3 separate regions of the Mus musculus genome follow, and all the other regions are linked to region 2. Evidence: chromatin contacts called from public HiChIP or PLAC-seq and promoter capture Hi-C data. All regions are on one chromosome and are shown on one strand. The core of a region is the stretch at or near the end of the contact, and the rest is flanking DNA. Distances in the headings are between cores, read along the strand shown.

Region 1 (3,879 bases), core at 120-2,619, 200 kb before region 2:
TGTGTGTATCTATCATCTATCTGTGTGTATCTGTGTATCTCTGTATGCTTGTATATGTATGTCTGTGTGTGCATCTATAAGTGTGTTTGTGTAATATGCTTTTGATGTTAAATTAATAAGCTCTTTGACTAACTCTAGTTCACAAAAACATTCTATTATTTAAAGAACTGCATTCTGGTCACATGCTTTCTTTGAGTCTGTGGGCCTCTGGGAGTCAACTGTTGTTAAAGGTGCTGTGGTTTAGGTCCAGGTTCACTTCCTTGCTGGGTTGTTCCAGTACCGTTTGTTGGAAAAGCTTCCTCACCTCCGCTGAATTGCTTTCGAGCTGATTTCTAAGATGGTCAGAGTTGATCTTTCTTTGAACTGGAGGAGAGAGAAATTGACAGAGCACTGGGCTCCACCCCCAGCATAAACCGTGTGTATGGCGTATGCCTGTGAACTGGGCAGGCTGGAGGTGGAGGCAGGAAATCAGCAGTTCAAGAGCATCTTTGGCTACACAGAGGATTTGAGGCTAGCCTGGGCTACCCGAGCCCCTCGTCTCAAAAAAACCAAAGTTGTTGCTGTAGATGTGTTTTTAAGGTAACTCTAGGCATCCAGATAGCCATGAATACAGTCAGCTTTAGGACACTGTGAGTCAAGATTGTGCAGTAGCTGAGTGGGGATATGAGTCAGGGCAGACGGACTGGCTGTGCTGATGGCGTCTGGCAGCCTGCAGTATCCTAGGCTGATCTGGGGCACCCTGACCTGTAGGGTGAAGTTAACCTTGTGGTTGGTATGGGGCATGACCTGCCTGGGCTCCTTCAGGGACTGCCTTGCCTAAACTGCTGGCCAATTTTAGCTATCAGCTCCTATCAGACCTCCCCACCCACTGAAGAGGTTTGAGAAGTTGGGTTTAGAAACCTGGGTAGCCAATATGTGGAATTTAAATGCAGTCTGGGAAATGTGAGTTTCCATTTGTTAAGGATACTGATAACTTTAAAAAATGTTCTAATACACAGATGTGCTCACTGGAGAAATTAAGGAAAAAAATACAATTATGCAAACTGTATCTGAAATTTTCTTGTCCTGAAAAAATTCTTGTGAACCCTAAATTATTTTGGAAGAAATTATCTTTTTTTTTTTTTTTTTTTTTTTTTTTTTTTTGGCAATTCATTCCAAAACCCCTTTCTCAGTCCAGTTGAGTCATGGAAAGACAAAGCTAGTTTGGAAACAAAAATTCTCTCAATGGCTGAATCTGGAGAGAATTTTCAACATGGCTGGCCATGCTGCTGAATGAGGCCTTTGTGTGTGGGGGCAGAGGTCATACCAGAGAGCCCAGCAGTATTAAAAGGTGGGGAGCCTGGGGTCCGGCTGTGGCCAAAGCTGCAGAATGGGCTTTTGTTTCCCCTGGTCTGCTGTCCCAGGGAAGGCCGAGGACATCAAAGGCATGTCTACAGACTGTTATCTGGCCTCATCCTTTGCCCTGCCAGCACAAGGAGGTCTCCCTGTGGGGAGCCAGGGTGAGGGAGCCCTGAGCTAACACCCACTGTTAATTGTAGGCAGGGGTTGATCAACGACATTAGCATTTGCCAATTCTGTCCGGCTCTCTGATTTGTTTGGAGGAAAATATATTGATTTCTTTATCTGATTAAAAGATTGAAAAGCATTCTGTTCAGAATCAAAGATGATATGTGCTGGTGGCAGAAAATGTATAAGTGGAAGAGAAAGCAAAACAAGAAATAAATTCCTTTTTCTAGAGATAAGCACTGTCAGCATTTGGGGGCACCATCAATCTTTACACTTTTTTTGTTTGTTTTGGTGTGTGTGTGTGTGTGTGTGTGTGTGTGTGTGTGTGTGTGAGAGAGAGAGAGAGAGAGAGAGAGAGAGAGAGAGAGAGAGAGAGAGAGAGAGAGCATGTGTGTGTGTATACATGTGCACAAGCCATAGCAGGTCAGAGGACAACTTGGCACAGTTCTGTCCTACCATGTGGGTCCAAGCGTCAGTAGGATAGGCAGCAAGTGCCTTTACCCTCTGAATCATCTGGATGGCCATTGCTATTGTGTTGCTTTGTTTTATCTTGAGACAGGGTTTTACTAGGGCACAGAGAAATTGTAACCATTTTACCTAATAAATAACCATCTGTTACCTCAATGATACTTTTGAACAGTTCCTATAAGGGATAGGTGTAAATTTATAATATTTAGCAGTATATATTCACTATAATATAAATATAATGTAAATATTTGATTAAGCAGAGAAGACCACAATACAACTTCCATTTCTTCAAAGCCCAAATCTCATAATATAAAGAAATTATGTCAAAGAATATTTGATATCTGCAGCTATCAAAACGTGTGAAGTGGAATACTTACAGTAAGGACACAGAGAAAAGATGCCCCCCAGAGTGAGAAGGAAATGGTATCTAATGTGGAACAGCCTTTTAACATGGATGGTACAGTTAATCCCAGCACTCTGGAGTCAGAAGCAGGCAGATCTCTATGAGTTTGAAGCCAGTCTGGTCTACACAGTGAATTCCAGGCCAGCCAGGGCTATTCAGGGAGACTCTGACTCATAACTACAAAAGAACAACAAAGTGATCTGTGTTCTGACTGATGAGCAAGTACTGGGTGTACTTTTTCTCTTAAGTCTTCTACCAACTGGGGGCCCCTCTGGGAGAAAGCCTAAGAAGAACAGCAAACAGAAGCAGAGTGATGGCTGCTGCTGTGCGATTGACATCTGAGCCAGAGACATGGGTAAGGTGAAGGAAACGCTGCTGCCACTGTGAGCCATGATTTCAGGTGGGACGTGAGTGGGATGATCTGCAGGACTGTGGTCACGATCTTCAATCAGACAGTGTCTGGCTCGCTTGTACTGACTGGCTGTACTGTGTTATGGTCACCTTACCTGCCCAGATCCTCAGAGGCCAGAATTAGGTCCTGTCACCTGGGAACTCACCAGAGCCAATCCGAGGATTAGGGTACTCCTGGAATTGGCCCAGGAACACATTCAGCTCAATTATTTGATACCATGTAGCTAACCATACTTTGATGTTGCATTTCTCCCTCCCTGTCAGGAGATCTTTGAATCTCTGCAGGGATGGTAGGGAGCTGACAGACAAAGAGATATCGTGGGAGAGGAGAGCAGTGGTGGGATTCCCGAGTGTGAAGTCACTTAGGCAGCCTGTCCCTTTGTTTCTTTGTTTCTGGGCTATAGCAAAGAGTAGGAAGATTACTTTGAGATGTGTCTAGCAACCGCTATCACAAGTGCTAGCTTCTTGCTGTGTTTGATGTGTTTTCAGGAACCACACACATCCTTTGTGTCCTCTTACATCTATGTTGCCAAACTGACTTACTAGATAGAGCCTGGATGTAGTGGTGATGATGGCGCCGACTACTACTATTTCTGCTCCTTCTCCTCCTCCTCCTCCTCCTCCTCCTCCTCCTCCTCCTCCTCCTCCTCCTCCTCCTCCTCCTCCTCCTCCTCCTCCTCCTTGTCCTCCTCCTCCTCCTTCTTCTTTTCTTCTTTTTCCTCTTCTTTCTCCTTTTCCTCCTCCTCCTCTTCATCTTCCTCTAAGGTTTAATTTTAACTATGTGTATGGATATGTGCACATACATGCACATGGCTGAGGAGGCCAGAAGATGGTGTCAGTTACTCTAGAACCGGGGTTAAGGATGGTTGTAGGCCACCTGGTATAGGTGGTTAGAACTGAATTCAGGTCCTCTAGAAGAGCACTGAGTGTTCTTAATTGCTGAACCCCTGGATTTCTCAAGTTTTCAGAATTAACATAATATATAAGTACACTGTAGCTGTCTTCAGACACACCAGAAGAGGGTATTGGATCCCATTACAGATGGTTGTGAGTCACCATGTGGTTGCTGGGATTTGAACTCATGACCTCTG
Region 2 (3,608 bases), core at 863-3,362:
ATTTTAGAATTGAAAATCTAGTCAGTGTTGGCCAAGAACTTAACAAGTTCCTTTCCAGCCTCCAAAGGACCTGCTTAACCAACACCTCCGCTCACTTCCTGGATTGTAAAACTGAGTACGGAATCGAGGATGCTGTACTGCTGAGCCCAGGATTGGCTCCTTCCTCCTCTAGCTAGAGTCATTAGGTTATTTCCCCTCTTCCGACTTGGGCTGAACACAGCAGGTACTGGGATTGGCTCAGGGGATCACCTCAGTTCTCTGGCTGAGTCACAGCTCAGCGGCAGGAGCGTGGCTGCAGACAAAACACTGCCTAGGGCCCCACCAGGGGGGCTCCAGACTTTGCCGGGTTAGAACACCTGGGCTTCAGAGACTCCAATTTTTGTATAGTGCGACCATCTCCTGTGACCTAGTGAATGTTTCTGAGATAAGTGACCTGTTTGTGGGATCTTCTTATAGGCAGCAGGCAAAGCTGGTCCTATCTTTGCTACTCAGAGCTGTCTGGGTGCGTTTGCGGTTGTGTGTGCGGGTTCCAGACCCCAGGTTCATTTGTGGGGTAAGGGCTTTGGGCTGGACTTTATGTGTTCAGATTCTCCTCCACCTGCTTCAAATCTGGAAAATAATAATAATAAAAATGACCTTATTTAGATGACAGAATGTAAGACTGTAAGACATGCTTTCTGGAAGGCCTTGGGGTGGGGGTGTGGAGGATGGAGGAGATGATGGAGGTGGGGCAGGGTGCCTTCATTCTGGGGTCCAGAACCCCAGGACTTTGTGGGCAGCGGAGACAACCCTTGTGGCTACTTGTGTTGCCCCAAGTGCAGCTGGAGCGCTTCCACCTCTGTCTTTATGCTCAGAGTCACCCTGCCTGTGCTGATCTCCTGAGCACTGGGGTGGAGGCAGCCCAGCCTGGCTCAGTTCCCTTGCAGGTCTTCGGTGGCCTGGTCTTGGACTGGGGTCCTAGCTTGCTTGGTGGGCAGAATCCCTTGAGAGGGATCTCCAGTGCCTCGGAAACCCAGTGTGGGGGTGGGGGTGGGGACCTGTAATTCCAGAAACCGGAAAGCAGAGGGATTGGAAGTTCGTGGTCACCTTTAGATTCGTAGATTTTAGGACCAGTTTGGGGTACACAAGCCACTCCTCCCTGGACCTCCCCACGAACTAGTTTTTCTCAAGGTGGGACGCACCCGTCATCATTCTGACCTCCCTCTCCTGGGTTGCTTGTGGCTGGCATCCATTTCTGACTCATATTTCTGCATATAGTTTCCGGTGACAGGTACATTATACTTGGGCTCTCTCTGTTGGTCTACGAGACCCCAGGTATATGTTCTCCAGCAGTCTTCCTCAAGGTCTTTGCTCTTCTGTCCCCCAGAAAGCACTGACTCTTCGGAGGGTTGTTGTATATATAATTTGATATTTATTACCTGGATGTAGCTCAGTTAGCGGATGTGAAGCTCTGGGGTCCATTCCCGGCTCGCATAAAGTAGGCATGGTGGGGGTAGGATTGCCTGTAACCTCAACACTTGGGAGGTAAGATAGGCAGATCCGAAGTGCAGGGTCATCCAGGAACCCATAGAAAGCTTGAGGCAAGCCCGGGATATAGGAGTCCTTGTCTCCTAGTAGTCTCGTGACACTTAAGAGTGACTTGGTCTGACTTGAGCCATTCCACCCCCAGACCTGGCATTGTCTGTTATTATTTATTCCTTCCTGGCTCTGCTGACTGGTGGTGAATGTTAGCCAGGAGGGAGGCAGGATGTGGGAGTGCTAAGATTAGGAATTGATCCCTAGCTTGTGACAGGCACATCAGGGGAAGAACTAATTGTAAACTGACATAAGGTCAAAACAGGGTCAGGCTGTGGAATTAGAAGACTTTGGCTGCCTACTCCCTGGAACGCCAAGGCAGACAGTCCAGTCTGGGGAGGGATGGGATGGGAAGGGGGAGGCGGGGATATGAGAGGGAGGTGGGAGGTGGGGTGGGGTGGGGGGGGGGTCTGTGGGCTCTGAAAGCATCCCAGCAGCACGCTCCTCCAGAGTCCCCTGGCGTCGCCCCGGAGACTCCGCCTCCTTTCAGGCCCCGCCCCTTGCCGTGCTTTAGCTGACAGCCGCTCCGGCCCGCTGTTTGCATACAAAGGCAGCCACACGCGTGCGCGCCTGCTCGTGAATCCTCTTGGTGAGTAGCAATGGGGACCCGGGGCCCAGCTTGCGCCCCAAAGCCCATTACTGAGACGTGGGGCCCCGCAGGGAGGCGATGTGGGCCGTGTTGTGACACAGGCCTTCCCGTGGGGTGTCGAAGCTTGCAGGGACCCCGTGGCGGTCCGAGACCCGGATGAGACGTATCCCAAAGGGTTTAGGATTCAGGCTTTGCAGCCAAGGAAACTGAGTCTAGGCTGGTAGGTTGACCTTCGTGCCCAAGGGCACGCCTCCGCTGGGTGGCAGCGAACTGGGAACCGGGATTCTTAGATAATCAAGCTCGCAGCAGGCCTCTCTGCAGCTTTGCAGTCTGGTGGGCACTGGGCCTGTGGCTCCCTTAGTAGCTGCAGGCACTTTTATCTGGGAAAGGCCGGGGGGAATATGGGAGGGAAAGCAATGCTTTGGAAGTCATATTAAGTATTAATATTAAGTCATATTAAGGGGACAGAGTCAAGGTGGCTGGCTGATAATTTGTGTGGCCAGTAGTTGCTCCAGACGCCCACCCTCCTTGGCAGGAGGCAAGAAGGAAAGCAATGGTCTGGGCTGGGCTGGGGCGTGTGGGAAAAAGCTTCCAACTGGGTAGTGAAGTTGTGGGGAAGACTGTAACGGTTCTAGGAGGAGAGGATAGCGGCCCATGGGGATTCACACATATACTATCTATCCTTTGTTCCATAAAATACGTTTTATGAATGAAAGCAGTTAAGGACTAATATCTGCACCACTAAGGGGACTTTCTAGTGTTCCCAGAAAGGCTGAAAGATCCCACTGTGTTGATTCCCTGTGTTGACAAAGCTTCCTGTTTGCCGACAGCGCGCTTCTGCTGTCACGGGTTTTGTGTGTGGGTGTGTGTTTTGGCCCTTATTCCTGCTTGTGTAGGGCCTGGTGGTTGGATTGGGAAGCCTGGGGCTGAGCTTGGTTTTGTCTTGGTGGCTGTCCCACCTCACGTGATTTCTACCCTTTTTAGGTGGCAGTCAGCAATGTTCTTATGATGCTTGTCACTTTATTGAAAGGGACAACATGCCCAGTCTTGTTGCCTGGGTGATAAGTTGGGGTTCAGATGAAGGAGATAGGATCCTTGGTTGCTGTTCTGTGTGGGGTGCTGTCTGCTGGGGAGGCTGGGGTGGGTCTTTGCTTATCTATTGCTCTCAGTGCTTCAGGCTAAAGAGAGGGAAAGGTCAGGAGATGGCAAGACAACTGACTACTGATAGCTGGAAATCCATGGGCCAGAGACATCACTTGGGAGCCTCCCTATCTAGAGTGAGGGAAAGGCCACCCTTTGTTTACTAGACTGATGAACCGAGAGGCTCCAGGTTGTTACAACTTCGGATTGTTACACCCTGATGGGGCAGCCCAGGGTACCACTGAGGTCCCTTTATAGGGCTAGGCTGGTCCTGGCTACCCAAGGCTAGCCCCTGGTCCATAAC
Region 3 (3,723 bases), core at 517-3,016, 150 kb before region 2:
TGCCACTGAGCTTCATCCCAGCCCCCAGGGACAGAGCTGAGACTTATGAGTTTGATTTCTCGGGTGCCGAGTGTCCCAAGCTCCTTGCCAGATGTCAGTGGGATTGCTGAGCCTTTGAGTGTGGGTGATGACTTGACCCAGCCCCTCTGCGCTTTTCCTTTCTCTGCAGTGAATAGCCTGGAACCATCCCCTGGGATCTTGTTTATCCAGTTGCAAAAGTCAGCCTGAAAATTCAGTGGAAGATGGCGACCTTTGGGTTTGTTAAATGCCACCATAAACCAAATACTAAGCTTGGGCCATATCTTCTGCATCATAAACTTTGGAGCAGACAGGCATTTTTTGGGGGGGCCCCGTCTTGTTTTGTCTGTCTGTCTCTTGTCAGGGTCTCTTATCTGATGGCTGGCCTTCCTCAGACAATACTGTTGTTGATGATGCCTATGACCAAGGTGCCGGGACACTAAACACCCGGGGATCTGGTAACATTTTATGTATTTGTGGGGGTAATTTAGCAGGAGCCTTATTATAGCTTTGTTCTTTGAATTAGGGCTCTTACCTACTACCCCCTTTAGGGGAAAATCCTTTTACACAAGGCTGACTTTTGAAGAGAAAGCGCAACAAGACAAATAACTGCATCAGTTCTAGGCATCACAAATTTACCATTTGCATGGAATGCAGGTCAATTTCTATAATCCCGCCTGCTCAGAATGATGAGCATCTCATGACAGGAGAAGAGATGGAGCAGAAACACCAGAGTAAATGGCCTTATGTGCCTGTGGTCAGGGCTCTATGGGGTCCTCGGATTTGTGTTTTATTATTACTGCTCTAAGCCCTGATGGTTTTGTCTAAGACCACTTTAAGGCTCTCACCCTGCCAGGAGACCTCTGTAAACATGTCTGTTTAGTCTGCTCCAGGCCTGTGCTGCCTGAAAAGCCCATCAAAGTCCGGAAAGTCTGCCGCAGACCTTTGACCTTTAACCCTGCCTACAGTTTGAGCCCTTTGGCTCTCTGAGGCTTAAGACCCTCATCTCTTGTTTCTGTCTAAGTGTGTTGGAATGTCTGTTCATCGGGCTTAGCAGAATAATGCCCATCCTCTTCTCTGTGGCTGATCCATGCCTCTGACTTTGGGGGTGTTCGCTTTTGGTTCTTGGGGATCTTGCATGACTTTCCACTCCAATACTGGAGTCTGTGTCATGCTGGGTCTGTGCAGAGCTAGATCAGAGCCCCGTGGGACCTGTGGCATCTGCTGTCATGCTGGATGCTGGTGCCTGGAGTCTGGTGAGACTCTGAGACCTGGTGCAGGGGCTAACCTGTGCCTACTGTAGGCACAGGAAGATGCCGAGGAGATGAGGCTGCTGGGCTCACTCCTCCCAGCCTGCTTGTCATGTGCAATCTTTCCGAAGTTTTTCTACCATTTGGTCTTTGTGTGTTCTGCACCCACAAGGTCCAGGGAACCAGGAAGGATAGAGAGCTGTTATTTCCTTCTCAAGGTCTTGGCCCCCGTCACGTTATGTCCCCAGTAGCTTGTACAGTTATAGGTACAAAACTTGATATTATTCTAAGGTGCCACCTTTTCTAGCACAGTGGTTCTCAGTCTTCCCAATGCTGTGACCCTTTAATACAGTTGCTCATGTTGTGGTGACCTGCAACCATAAAATTATTTTCGTTGCTACTTCATAACTGATTTTGCTACTGTTATACTGTTGTACTGATATACAACCCCTGTGGGAGTTGTGACTGGCAGGTTAGGAATTGCTGTTCTAGAATATTACAACACACAATGGCCTTAGGGCTCACCAATGTGCTTTGCACAGAGAGGTAAGTTGAGTGTCCCATGGCCACACCGGCAACAACAAACTAAGAACTGAACTGTGGCTTCCCAGAGCTGTGGTCTAGACTTTTCCATTACACATAATTTTATTGTTAACCTAAAACCTTTGGAGGGAGGGAGGATATTAGAGCCAAGTATGAGAACAGTAGGAGTCATTAAAAACAAGCCAGCAGTAAGAGACCGGGTAACAAAAAAGAGAGGAGACAGCCAAATTTAAGGGTGCTTGTAAGGACCCTTCCCACAAGTTAATCTATGTGCTGTTTGGTAATTGAAATGTAAAGATATACTGAGAAGTATTTTTACCTAAGACACTAGGAGAAAAGACACTGGAAGGACTAAATGTCAGCAGCCTTGGAAAAGTTCATTTTTGTGAACCTCCTGCTTTCCCCAACTGTAGGAAAGGCTGACCCTCGCTTGGAACAGTGAGCTGCTCTTTCCTCAGTGTGACCTTTGCACTGAGAATCTTGCTAGGTGCTGGGTCAGTAAGGGAAGACAGGAGTCAGGGGGGCTCACCACATTGAGAAATGGTGCTCAAGGCCAGGACTCTCCCCACCAGTTTCACATTTGCTGTTCCTCCTTTCTTGAAACAACAGCATGTTTGGCCTTATTCTAGAATGTTATGGAATCCGCCCTCCCCTGTGTGTAGGTTTGCATTTCCAGCAATGAATATATGCATTTTTTTGGATGAACTCTAGTGGAAAGCTCAGCAGCTCCCTTATGCAATGTTGAGGCAGTTCATGCTACTTATGTTTTCAAGAACACTAGGGACATCTGTAGACCCACAGGCACAGCCACAGGTCCTTGACCAGCTGTGGCCCAGTGGCTCTCTCTCAGTCCTAGGTTCCTTATTTGTGATACAGGTTACATGTTACATTGTGATGAATATCACATATGAATGTTTTCAGAATGCCTACTATGTGGTGTTGAGGCTATGAGGTCAGTCTTTAGCAAGCTTCCATATCCATAGCAACTCCCTCGCACCCGGGCAGACATGTGCAGCTGTGGTGGCTAGAGGAGAAGTGAACGTGAGCTTGAGTCTGTGTGCACCTTGGGGAGTCATCCACCCTGAGACAGCCTTGGCTTTTCCTCCTGGAACAGAAGATCAGGATGCCCAACTTCCTAAGGACCAATGAGTTACAGAGCAGCAAGGGTTTACTGAGTGCTTCTTAGAGCAGTGCAAGCTTCCTTTCCCTTGCACAAACAGTTCCCCAGGCCCTGGGTCTTTATTGAGCTTGTAGCTGAAGGTAGAGAGAAAGGCCCCCGGAGCAGGCTTTTTAAAGCCCCACAGCAGCTTCCTTACAAACCATCCCTGCTGTCTCCCACTTCTAGGCGGCAGCCGAGCAGACAATGAGGAAGAAGAAGAAGATGGAGAAGGAGGGTTAGAACCCAGCAGTCCCCCAAATGCCTACCAGCTGCCCCCTCCTCCTGAAGGCTGCTGCACCACGGATGGTAAGACACTGCACCCCTGCTCAGGATCTGCAGCTGGGTCATAGCCCTCCTTGTCCCCAGAGATGTGAGCTGGGCTCATGTTCCTATATAGGCTATAGGAGGCTGAGAGTCAGCCCCAGCTGCTCGGCCACTGTAGACAGCCTCAACTGTAGGAATGGCATGGGGTCCAGTAGTCATTGTTTTGGGTCTGTTATTTGGAAGTCAGAACATACTTTCCTTACTCAAGTGGACCTTGATTTGAAATGAGGTAGGAATGACCTTTGTGTCTCATCAGTTCTTGGCTGCGAAGCTAACATATTTGTATTATCTTGAATTTGGGCAGGCAGCAGTATCACTGCTGTTTTGCTGATGAGGAACAGAAGCAAGGCATGCTGGGTACGGTAGCATCTCAGTGCAATGGTGAGAGCTTATGCTCTGTATCCAGAGAGGCCTGCAGGTTCACATTCT

Evidence for each region. Promoter capture Hi-C pulls out the DNA fragments that hold promoters and counts their contacts. HiChIP or PLAC-seq counts read pairs in DNA pulled down with a chosen protein or histone mark.
Region 1: an H3K4me3 HiChIP or PLAC-seq map of stem cell-derived neural progenitor cells shows a contact between it and region 2, with 17 read pairs. The contact joins the enhancer-like site here to the promoter of Lpin1 in region 2. A contact is called at or near these places in 2 of 39 promoter capture datasets (embryonic stem cells and hippocampal neurons), 1 of 484 Hi-C or Micro-C datasets (embryonic stem cells), 3 of 115 datasets of contacts at active chromatin or transcription factors (forebrain, pancreatic cancer cells and stem cell-derived neural progenitor cells) and 2 of 9 other capture datasets (liver and pancreatic islet).
Region 3: a contact with region 2 is called in a promoter capture Hi-C map of 3T3-L1-derived adipocytes, with 4 times the contacts expected there. The contact joins the enhancer-like site here to the promoter of Lpin1 in region 2. A contact is called at or near these places in 2 of 39 promoter capture datasets (3T3-L1-derived adipocytes and liver), 1 of 484 Hi-C or Micro-C datasets (nephron progenitors) and 3 of 9 other capture datasets (adipose tissue, liver and pancreatic islet).

The regions. Positions count from the first base shown.
Region 1 is chr12:16,787,476-16,791,354 of GRCm38.p6, reverse strand. All of the region lies in intron 1 of Greb1 (gene regulated by estrogen in breast cancer protein), which reads left to right. Among named protein-coding and RNA genes, the nearest start is that of Greb1, 11 kb to the left of the region's middle. Within about 2 kb of position 1,369, at least 77 of the 459 cell types and tissues checked have an H3K27ac peak or open chromatin away from gene starts, as enhancers often do. A contact at or near this core is called in pancreatic cancer cells and stem cell-derived neural progenitor cells, where this site is marked.
Region 2 is chr12:16,588,274-16,591,881 of GRCm38.p6, reverse strand. It overlaps Lpin1 (lipin 1), which reads left to right and starts at 2,112. Exons shown (of 21, transcript NM_015763.4): 1 at 2,112-2,164.
Region 3 is chr12:16,734,699-16,738,421 of GRCm38.p6, reverse strand. It overlaps Greb1 (gene regulated by estrogen in breast cancer protein), which reads left to right. Exons shown (of 35, transcript NM_015764.4): 5 at 3,157-3,276. Among named protein-coding and RNA genes, the nearest start is that of Greb1, 64 kb to the left of the region's middle. Within about 2 kb of position 1,766, at least 5 of the 459 cell types and tissues checked have an H3K27ac peak or open chromatin away from gene starts, as enhancers often do. A contact at or near this core is called in 3T3-L1-derived adipocytes, where this site is marked.